Linked DNA regions of Drosophila melanogaster: region 1 is linked to region 2. The links are chromatin contacts, called in public HiChIP or PLAC-seq maps. All regions are on one chromosome and are shown on one strand. The core of a region is the stretch at or near the end of the contact, and the rest is flanking DNA. Distances in the headings are between cores, read along the strand shown. Region 1 holds the start of sqd (squid). Region 2 holds the start of pic (piccolo).

Region 1 (3,819 bases), core at 1,132-3,631, 590 kb after region 2:
GTTCTCGGCGGATTCCCGGCAAATTTGGAACAGTCTCATCACACGGCGGCGGAATTTCGATTGCAATTTAGTGATTTGTGCTTCTTTTTTGTGGCAATTCGTTACGTTACATTCGTTCATTGTGTTTCTTTCTTCGGGCGATATATAATGTATAGTTTTTGAGCTTCATAAAACAAAACGAAAAAACTGCGAGTCTCTTTTTCACTCGGTCTCTCTCTGTCTCCGATTACTTGGTACTTTTTTGTTTTTCTTTTTTTTTTAGGTAATTTACAAGTTATACGTTAAGAGATACAATACAATATATACTCGTATACAGTTTACATATGGATCCAATTTTAAATCGAGATTATTTCTTGATAATTTTGTGTGTTGATAGTTCTATATATTGGCTGACTGACTGATTGTTTGTTTGTTTTAGTTTTGGATAGATAAATACCATCAGCATCAGTATCGGCGGAGCGGAGACTTTTGGAGACTGGAGTGTGGAGAGGGTTGCATATCCTCCAAGTATAAGTCCGCCGAATCCGAATCCGAATCCGTAACCGTTTGCCGGGGGCAGGAATACGAATCCAAATCCATATCCGAATCCATATCCGTCTTGAGCATAGCTTAAAACCCTGACCTGGGGCATTTCACTTCTCTCAAAACCTGCCGGAGAGGAACAAGGTTAGTTCGCTCACAAGACAACAGGATAAGCTATGATTTTCGATTTAATTTCTCCATTTCGTCCTTCTTCCTTTACGGGGAATAATCTGCATCTGCTTCGTCAGCGCTGGTTTCGTATTATCGTTTAAATGTACAGTATCGTGTGACTTAAGATTAAACTTAGATATAAAATGATCATAAAGGATGGGCAAATGAAGTGTACGCTAGACCTAAAAACCAAAACGCAGGGGAGCAAACAAGAGGACCATTCTACTTGATCATCATTATCTCTATGCTTTAATCCATCAAAATTATTTATCATTTATAATTTACATTAATTGTTCGTTAAATTAATATTTTGGCGCCTTGGCAACTCCAAACAACGCCGGCTGTCGCTCTCTGAGAGTAAGAGCGCGCAAAAGAGGTGGCGAGCGAGCGAAGCCGGCAAGCAAGAGAATAAGTGAAAACTGCAAAACACGCACACACCTACAGAACAGCGGGCGTTAGGTTGGTATGTATGCCTGTATGCAGCCGCCATTTTGGGTACAAAACTGGAAGAGCACAAAATAACAACGAAATAGCCGAAACAAAGAGTAATGCGAATTAAAAAGAATACACTGACAAATACAAACATAACTTTTTCCAACGTTTTTTTTCGCCACATTTTTTGCAAGTGAAAGGCAACCGTATGATTTGTGTTCGTATGCGTCACAGTGTGTCTGTGGGGCAACGTGGGAAACAAACATAACCTCACAAAGGGGAGAAAATGTGCTCCTAGCTTAAGAAAACTCTGGTTTTCATTGCGGAAAGTGCGTGTGTGTGCAGGGGAAAACGTTGAAAATTTTCCATGTCTCCCGAGACTGTGATGATGCATTTTGGCCCGAAGATTCTATTAATATGACTGAAGTACAGTCGCACCGACACCTCACACACACACACTTAAACACACTCCGACGCACGAGCGCAAGCGAGAGAGAACACAAAAGGGGTCAGACTTCCCCCGCAGAACCCCGTAAAATCCAATGAAACTCGACCAACGACGTTAGCTTTGCATTTACGTAACAGAGTAGGCAATATACACTATGTAGAAGCAGAAAATCTATGGGGGGCACATGATCATCGGTTGCCCGTTGCAAAAATAAAAAAGAACAAAAAAAAAACGTATCCGCCGGATAATGGACATACCTGTCGTCGTCCCGCTGGCCGGATGCGGCCGATTGGTTGTCCGAACTGCCGTTGGTCGAGCCGGCGGCGCCCGCATCACCATTTTCAGATCCCGGACCGTCGGCAGTCACGTCCTTGGTGAAATCCTCGCCGTTTATTTCTGTATCCACTTGCTTGTTCTCGGCCATTTTGTGTGTTTTCGACTGATCTACTAATTTCGGGGGCTAGGCAGCACGATATTCGTTTTTTACGCAGAGCCGGAGATTTTTATACACACTCGCCAAAAAGTCGCGCGTACGAATGAAATGACGACCGGAAAATGATAAATGCAAACGACAGCGTGTGTATATGGGTGCGGCGTTGCCACCTTGATGTTTTCCCAGTCAAGTCGATTTGGTATTATTTTGGTAAATATTTGTATTGTATTTGCTTGCTCTACCTGGAGATTGTTAGCTATACATTTGCCAAGGATTAAATTGGGATTTTCTGTACGATACCACCCCAAATAAGCCTATATAAGGAGCTAAATGGGCGCGTGACTTGTCTGCTTGCAGTATGGCAGCTTTGATTTATACAATGTACACACACCTATGAAGAGAAAATGAAAAGAATACCAAAAATTTTATACAAATATTTTAAAGCCCAGTTTACACAATGGACAAGTTACTTGGTTTATAAATTCATTTTAGTTGTATTAAAGGTTTAAATATTTAAATAAATATTAAGTATTTCATAAACATTTATAATTTTATAAATATAAAAAATACAATGTTCATTATTTACTATGTGTTGGGAACGAAAACAACATTTACATACAAAGAATTGTTTAAAATCGAATTTTCATATTAACTTCTTATAGGCTGAAACATCAACAATATTTTAAATCATTTAATTGGTTTATATTAAATATTTTTATTTTTTGCAAAAATTTATACAATTTTCATATTCGGATTTCCCAACAGGTTATAATATAACGTTATTATGGTTTTTATTTATTTGCTATATAAAATGTTTCCTTTAAAGAAAGGTGTTTCATGAGCTTACTCAAAAAATCGGAAATGGCTAAAATGAAAATAAGTTTTATAAAACTATTTAAAAGAAACTTAGCGCCCCTAAAATGAGCTTAATTGAGCTCAAATATGAAAATATCAAATTCATCAAAATATTCTATGGAACATACTAGATTAACCACCCCAAAAAAAGAAGTGTGTGCACACCCTTGGAAAAGCCGCCATCATTCACACACCAACACACGCGAAACCAAGAATAAAACTGTGCAGAGGCAAAAAAGAGGAAAAGAGGAACGAACGTCGGTTCTCTTCTCGATTCAACACACTTGTCCAATTTCATTGCGTTTGCGATTATTTTCTACTCAAAAGCCACAACATATGCATCGTAACTTAATTCAACAACAACTGTGATCGCCAAACATCAGAAAGCAACAAAAAATACACGTCAAGAATTGCCAAGTTAGTTATTCTCAAAAAAAAAGACAAAAAGAATTGCAACAAACTAGACTAGTGTGTGTGTGTGAGCGAGTGAGTGCATTGGTGTGTGTGGCTGTGTGTTTTGTGTGCAGCTTGCAATTTTATACTGCATTTCATACGTTTCGACTATCGTTTTGTAAATTAAAAAAACCGCATAATTTCAGCGCTCCACTAAGAAATCCAACTCTCCCCGCCCCCCGCAGGAAGATAACAAAGAAAAGTGCTACAAAAAGTGCCGATTTTTCGGCAAACTTCAACCCAAAAGCAATACACACTGTGCATTACAAAAAGGAAAAATAAAAACGAGGAAAAATATCGCTTAAAAAAGGTGAGCCGGCGACGGCCTCGTGTGCGCGGTCTAGAAAAACTAGCATTTTCCATTTTCAAAGGGGTGGCGCATACTAGGAAAAAATCAACATAAAAAATGCTAAATGGGCGTATATTTTATTATTGCGGCAGGGCTCTATCTCTTAAATTTTTTTTTTTACCATTTTAGCGGCTTTTTTTATTATCGCTTGTGCAT
Region 2 (4,250 bases), core at 1,314-3,813:
ATATAGAGTGATCCTGGTTAAGATCTTACCTGCTTATCCCATGGCGAATACAGAGATGAGGAGACATACAAGCGCTTGCCATCGAGGGATAGCTGCAGCATTTGGGGACCTCCTTCCAAGCGACGTCCCTTCACGTAACGAGCTGGAGGTCTCTCCTGAAAATGAAGAAAAGGCCTGGTTATAGTACGAGTTATATAGCAATATCGCATCTGTGTACCTTCAGTTCTTTATCCTCCTTAACAATCACATTTGGCAAATCACTGCATATCGCACCGCCAAGGAAAAGCTGACCAGTCAGCTTCGGATTCTCGGGATCGGTGATATCATATTGTCTCACATCGCCATGTCGCCAACAGTTGACATATAGAAATCGGTCGTCCAAAGAGATGATAATGTCCGAAATCATGCCACCCATATCTTCAGCTACTCCACTGCCGGTATCGACCAGTTTGCCGGGTATGTCTATTACCTTCTTGGCTTCAAATTCATCGGAATCTGATTTCTTCTTAAAGTGGAACACCTTGGCATTGAGGGCACATCCCACGAATCCCTCTGCCTTCTTAGGATTGTGCAGAAATCGAATCTCCAGGGGCGTTATGCCATCCGATCCCAGGTCGATGGTCTGGTAGAGAGTCTGCGTGGACCATTTGTAGAAGTTGAGACGACAGCCGTACTGAGACATATCCTCCAGGTCAACATTCTTCCAGCCTCTGAAAAAAAGGTTGACAAATATTATGATAAACTATGTATTTAGTGGTTATATCGAGACTAACCGTCGCCATTTATTGGGAGCTCCCCATTCCGAAGAAACCATGACATCGAAATATGGCTGATACCAGAAATCGTATCCGCACAATGCCTTCTTATCGCCCTTGGTCCAAGTACCGATGCAATTGAAGTCCGAATCGAAGAGGATAAAGTCACCCTTGGCATATCCCTCTGCATCGCCCATCACGGATATCATGATGTTCCCATTGGCCAAACAGTGTGTGGTATGCGGAGCCGTCACATTGTGGCTCTTCAAGACATCACCATCAATGGTCTTGACAATCTCGGGCTTTCGCGGATCCGTAACCACATCGAGTATGTATATAAAGTCGGAATTTAGGGACGGTAATACCAGCCTATCTCTTTTTGGCACCGTCTTAGAGCTCTCGTCGACATAGTAACAACTGGAGCAGGCGTTCCAGCCAGAATGATGCAGTTCATCACCCTTGCGATTTGTAAACGTACGGTGCACTATCTGCAAAATGATGTTAATAATGATGTAAATATGGAATCTGTAATACAAATATCCGAATTGGAAATATACATATATTCGAAAGTGATTGCTATAAATCCATTGATATAAAATCCAATTGAGCTAATTATTAAGTACATAGTATTGTTTGTCCCGCAAGATAAATGATCGAATAGTGTAGATACCTGATTTATTTACCTGACAGTAGGTGGGGCTCTCGGGATCCACGTCGACTGTGGACAGATAATCGCCGTGCGGCTCATCCAAGTTGGGCTGAACGGTGACCGTGTAGAGGAGCTTCTCCCGGGGACCACTCCTCATGGCGTCCAGGGGGGTTGCGTAACCCGGTCCTCGGCAACAGGCTTGGGAATAACAATTCAATTATCAAAATTGCTCGGGATTGTCTTTATCAAAGATTCAGGGCATGTGTTTGCAGTACAATGTGTACATATACGTCTCTTGTTTTTCTTACTTTTATTGGACATTGCTTGGCGGTTGTTGTGGGTCGAAGAACAGCGGCAAACTGAATATCAAACGATGTTGAGCGGGAGCTTTATATATTGGGGCTCTCTCGGAGATACTTATCTTTATACTCTCTTAAAGCATTTACTAAAGAGAACCGGTTCGGCCGGCTTTCTTATCACTAATACAGGTAAGGTCAGGTCAGTAATGTGTATAGATTAGGTTTAGCTCGTTTTCGTGGACTTATTGAACATGAGGAACATATGTATAATAATAAAAAACCAAAACAAACAACGCCCCTAGAGATAAGGCTATATAATTTATTTACTTAAATTAAGCTCATTTCTATTTTAGACATTTTCTCTTGTCTTCGTTATTTATTTTTAATTAGTATATTATATTTAATTATACGTATTCAATACAAGAAAATAAGTAAACAAGTAAATAACTTGTAGGGGAATATCTGAACAATCTGTCATGTAATAACAATGATTGCTTTAGAAATTTAAGTAAAGTGTGGGTAATAGTGGTATTAAAGGCACTTATTACAAAAGCTATTTTCAAACAGTTTCAGTTTAACCGCAATTTGAAGGCGTCCCAGAGCTGCAAAGAAACGAAATCGATTTTTCTTGCCAAAAGAGAGAGTTGGGGCAACACAACACATATCGATATTCGTTTTTTTCTGGCTTATGCGATGACTGTAAATGATCTTCTAGACTTTTATGGAAATCTTAAATGTGTCATTTGCTTGTACAAGAATCAAAACAAGCTTATAAAATCCACGCGCTCTCTGCAACATAATTTATATTGAACATAAATGGAATACCTTCCAAAATAAAAAGTATATTTTCCTGAGCCGGACAGTATTAGTTCTTAACAGTTGAACGGTCACACTACGTGTCAGGAAACATTTTAGCGCGTTAAAAGTCAGCGAAAACGATTTTTATCCTCGTGGCGGCTGACTAGTCCAAAGTTGAAGAGCTCTATCGAATTAAGGATAACCTGATCCTGGACAGTGTGCAGTCATGTCGCATCACTACGTGGTGACGGCGCAAAAGCCGACGGCCGTTGTTGCCTGCCTAACAGGTAAGAACAAGAGAGCGTGTGAAAGAGAGGGGCTCCCTATGCGGTCTCCCCCGGCGAAAACAGAAAACAAGCATGTTTGCCGGTCGCCGGATTACACAAGCCCATGAAACAGATTTGTTTGCTTAGCACCGGCTTCTTTGGTATGCTCCTCAGGCAACTTCACCTCGCCCACGGATCTCAATTTGATCATTGCCCGGAACAATCAGGTGGAAATCGATCTGGTCACGCCGGAGGGACTGCGCCCCCTAAAAGAGATCAACATAAATGGCACCATTGCCGTGATGCGCCACTTCCGACCGCCCGACAGCAACAAGGATTTGCTCTTCATACTGACGCGTCGTTACAACGTCATGATCCTCGAGGCCCGTATGGTCAACGACGTCATCACGGTGGTGACCAAGGCCAATGGTAATGTTTCCGACTCGGTGGGCATCCCCTCCGAAGGAGGAGTTATTGCGGCCATCGATCCCAAGGCTAGGGTCATCGGAATGTGCCTTTACCAGGGGCTGTTCACCATCATTCCGATGGACAAGGATGCTAGCGAGCTGAAAGCCACAAATCTTAGGTAATTCCGGTGAATTCTATAGTAGTTTGACAAATACGTGTGAGCATGACATCGGCGCCTTATCATGTTTTACCCTGTTTTGTATTTTTAATGAATCATTTTCATTTTTTCATTCACTACTAGTTACTAGTAAGTAACTAGTAAATGTTTTATGATTGAAGCTGTATTAAGCTCCAAAATAATGTATCCCTTCACCCTTCAGAATGGATGAGCTAAACGTGTACGATGTTGAGTTTCTGCACGGCTGCTTGAATCCCACAGTTATCGTGATCCACAAGGACAGCGATGGCCGGCACGTAAAGTCGCACGAGATTAATCTGCGGGATAAGGAGTTTATGAAAATCGCATGGAAGCAGGACAACGTGGAAACAGAGGCCACAATGCTGATCCCGGTGCCGTCGCCCATCGGTGGTGTTATCGTCATTGGTCGGGAATCGATTGTATACCATGACGGAAGCAACTATCACGCTGTGGCGCCGCTCACTTTTCGCCAAAGCACCATCAACTGTTACGCCCGTGTGAGTAGCAATGGATTGCGCTATCTGCTGGGTAACATGGATGGTCAGCTGTATATGCTGTTCCTTGGGACCGCCGAAACTAGCAAGGGAGTGACTGTGAAGGACATAAAAGTGGAGCAACTAGGCGAGATCTCTATACCAGAGTGCATTACATACCTAGACAATGGTTTCCTTTACATTGGAGCACGTCATGGAGACTCGCAGTTGGTGCGCTTGAATTCGGAGGCCATCGACGGGTCATATGTCGTGCCTGTAGAGAATTTCACCAATCTAGCTCCCATTCTGGACATTGCTGTGGTCGATCTGGATCGCCAGGGACAGGGCCAAATCATCACATGCTCGGGAAGCTTTAAGGATGGATCTCTACGCATAATTCGCA

Evidence for each region. HiChIP or PLAC-seq counts read pairs in DNA pulled down with a chosen protein or histone mark.
Region 1: a contact with region 2 is called in a Psq HiChIP or PLAC-seq map of the Kc167 cell line, with 5 times the contacts expected there. The contact joins the promoter of sqd here to the promoter of pic in region 2. A contact is called at or near these places in 2 of 107 Hi-C or Micro-C datasets (embryo and eye imaginal disc) and 2 of 6 datasets of contacts at active chromatin or transcription factors (both in the Kc167 cell line).

Annotation. Positions count from the first base shown.
Region 1 is chr3R:13,643,923-13,647,741 of dm6, forward strand. sqd (squid) reads right to left here and starts at 2,382. Exons shown (of 7, transcript NM_001260159.2): 1 at 1,831-2,382. The coding sequence starts at 1,997. rin (rasputin) reads left to right here and starts at 3,082. Exons shown (of 4, transcript NM_169533.2): 1 at 3,082-3,278.
Region 2 is chr3R:13,049,682-13,053,931 of dm6, forward strand. pic (piccolo) reads left to right here and starts at 2,564. Exons shown (of 7, transcript NM_142000.3): 1 at 2,564-2,788; 2 at 2,942-3,353; 3 at 3,556-4,250. The coding sequence starts at 2,728. CG7966 reads right to left here and starts at 1,772. Exons shown (of 6, transcript NM_141999.3): 1 at 1,713-1,772; 2 at 1,439-1,602; 3 at 774-1,243; 4 at 218-710; 5 at 30-155. The coding sequence starts at 1,725.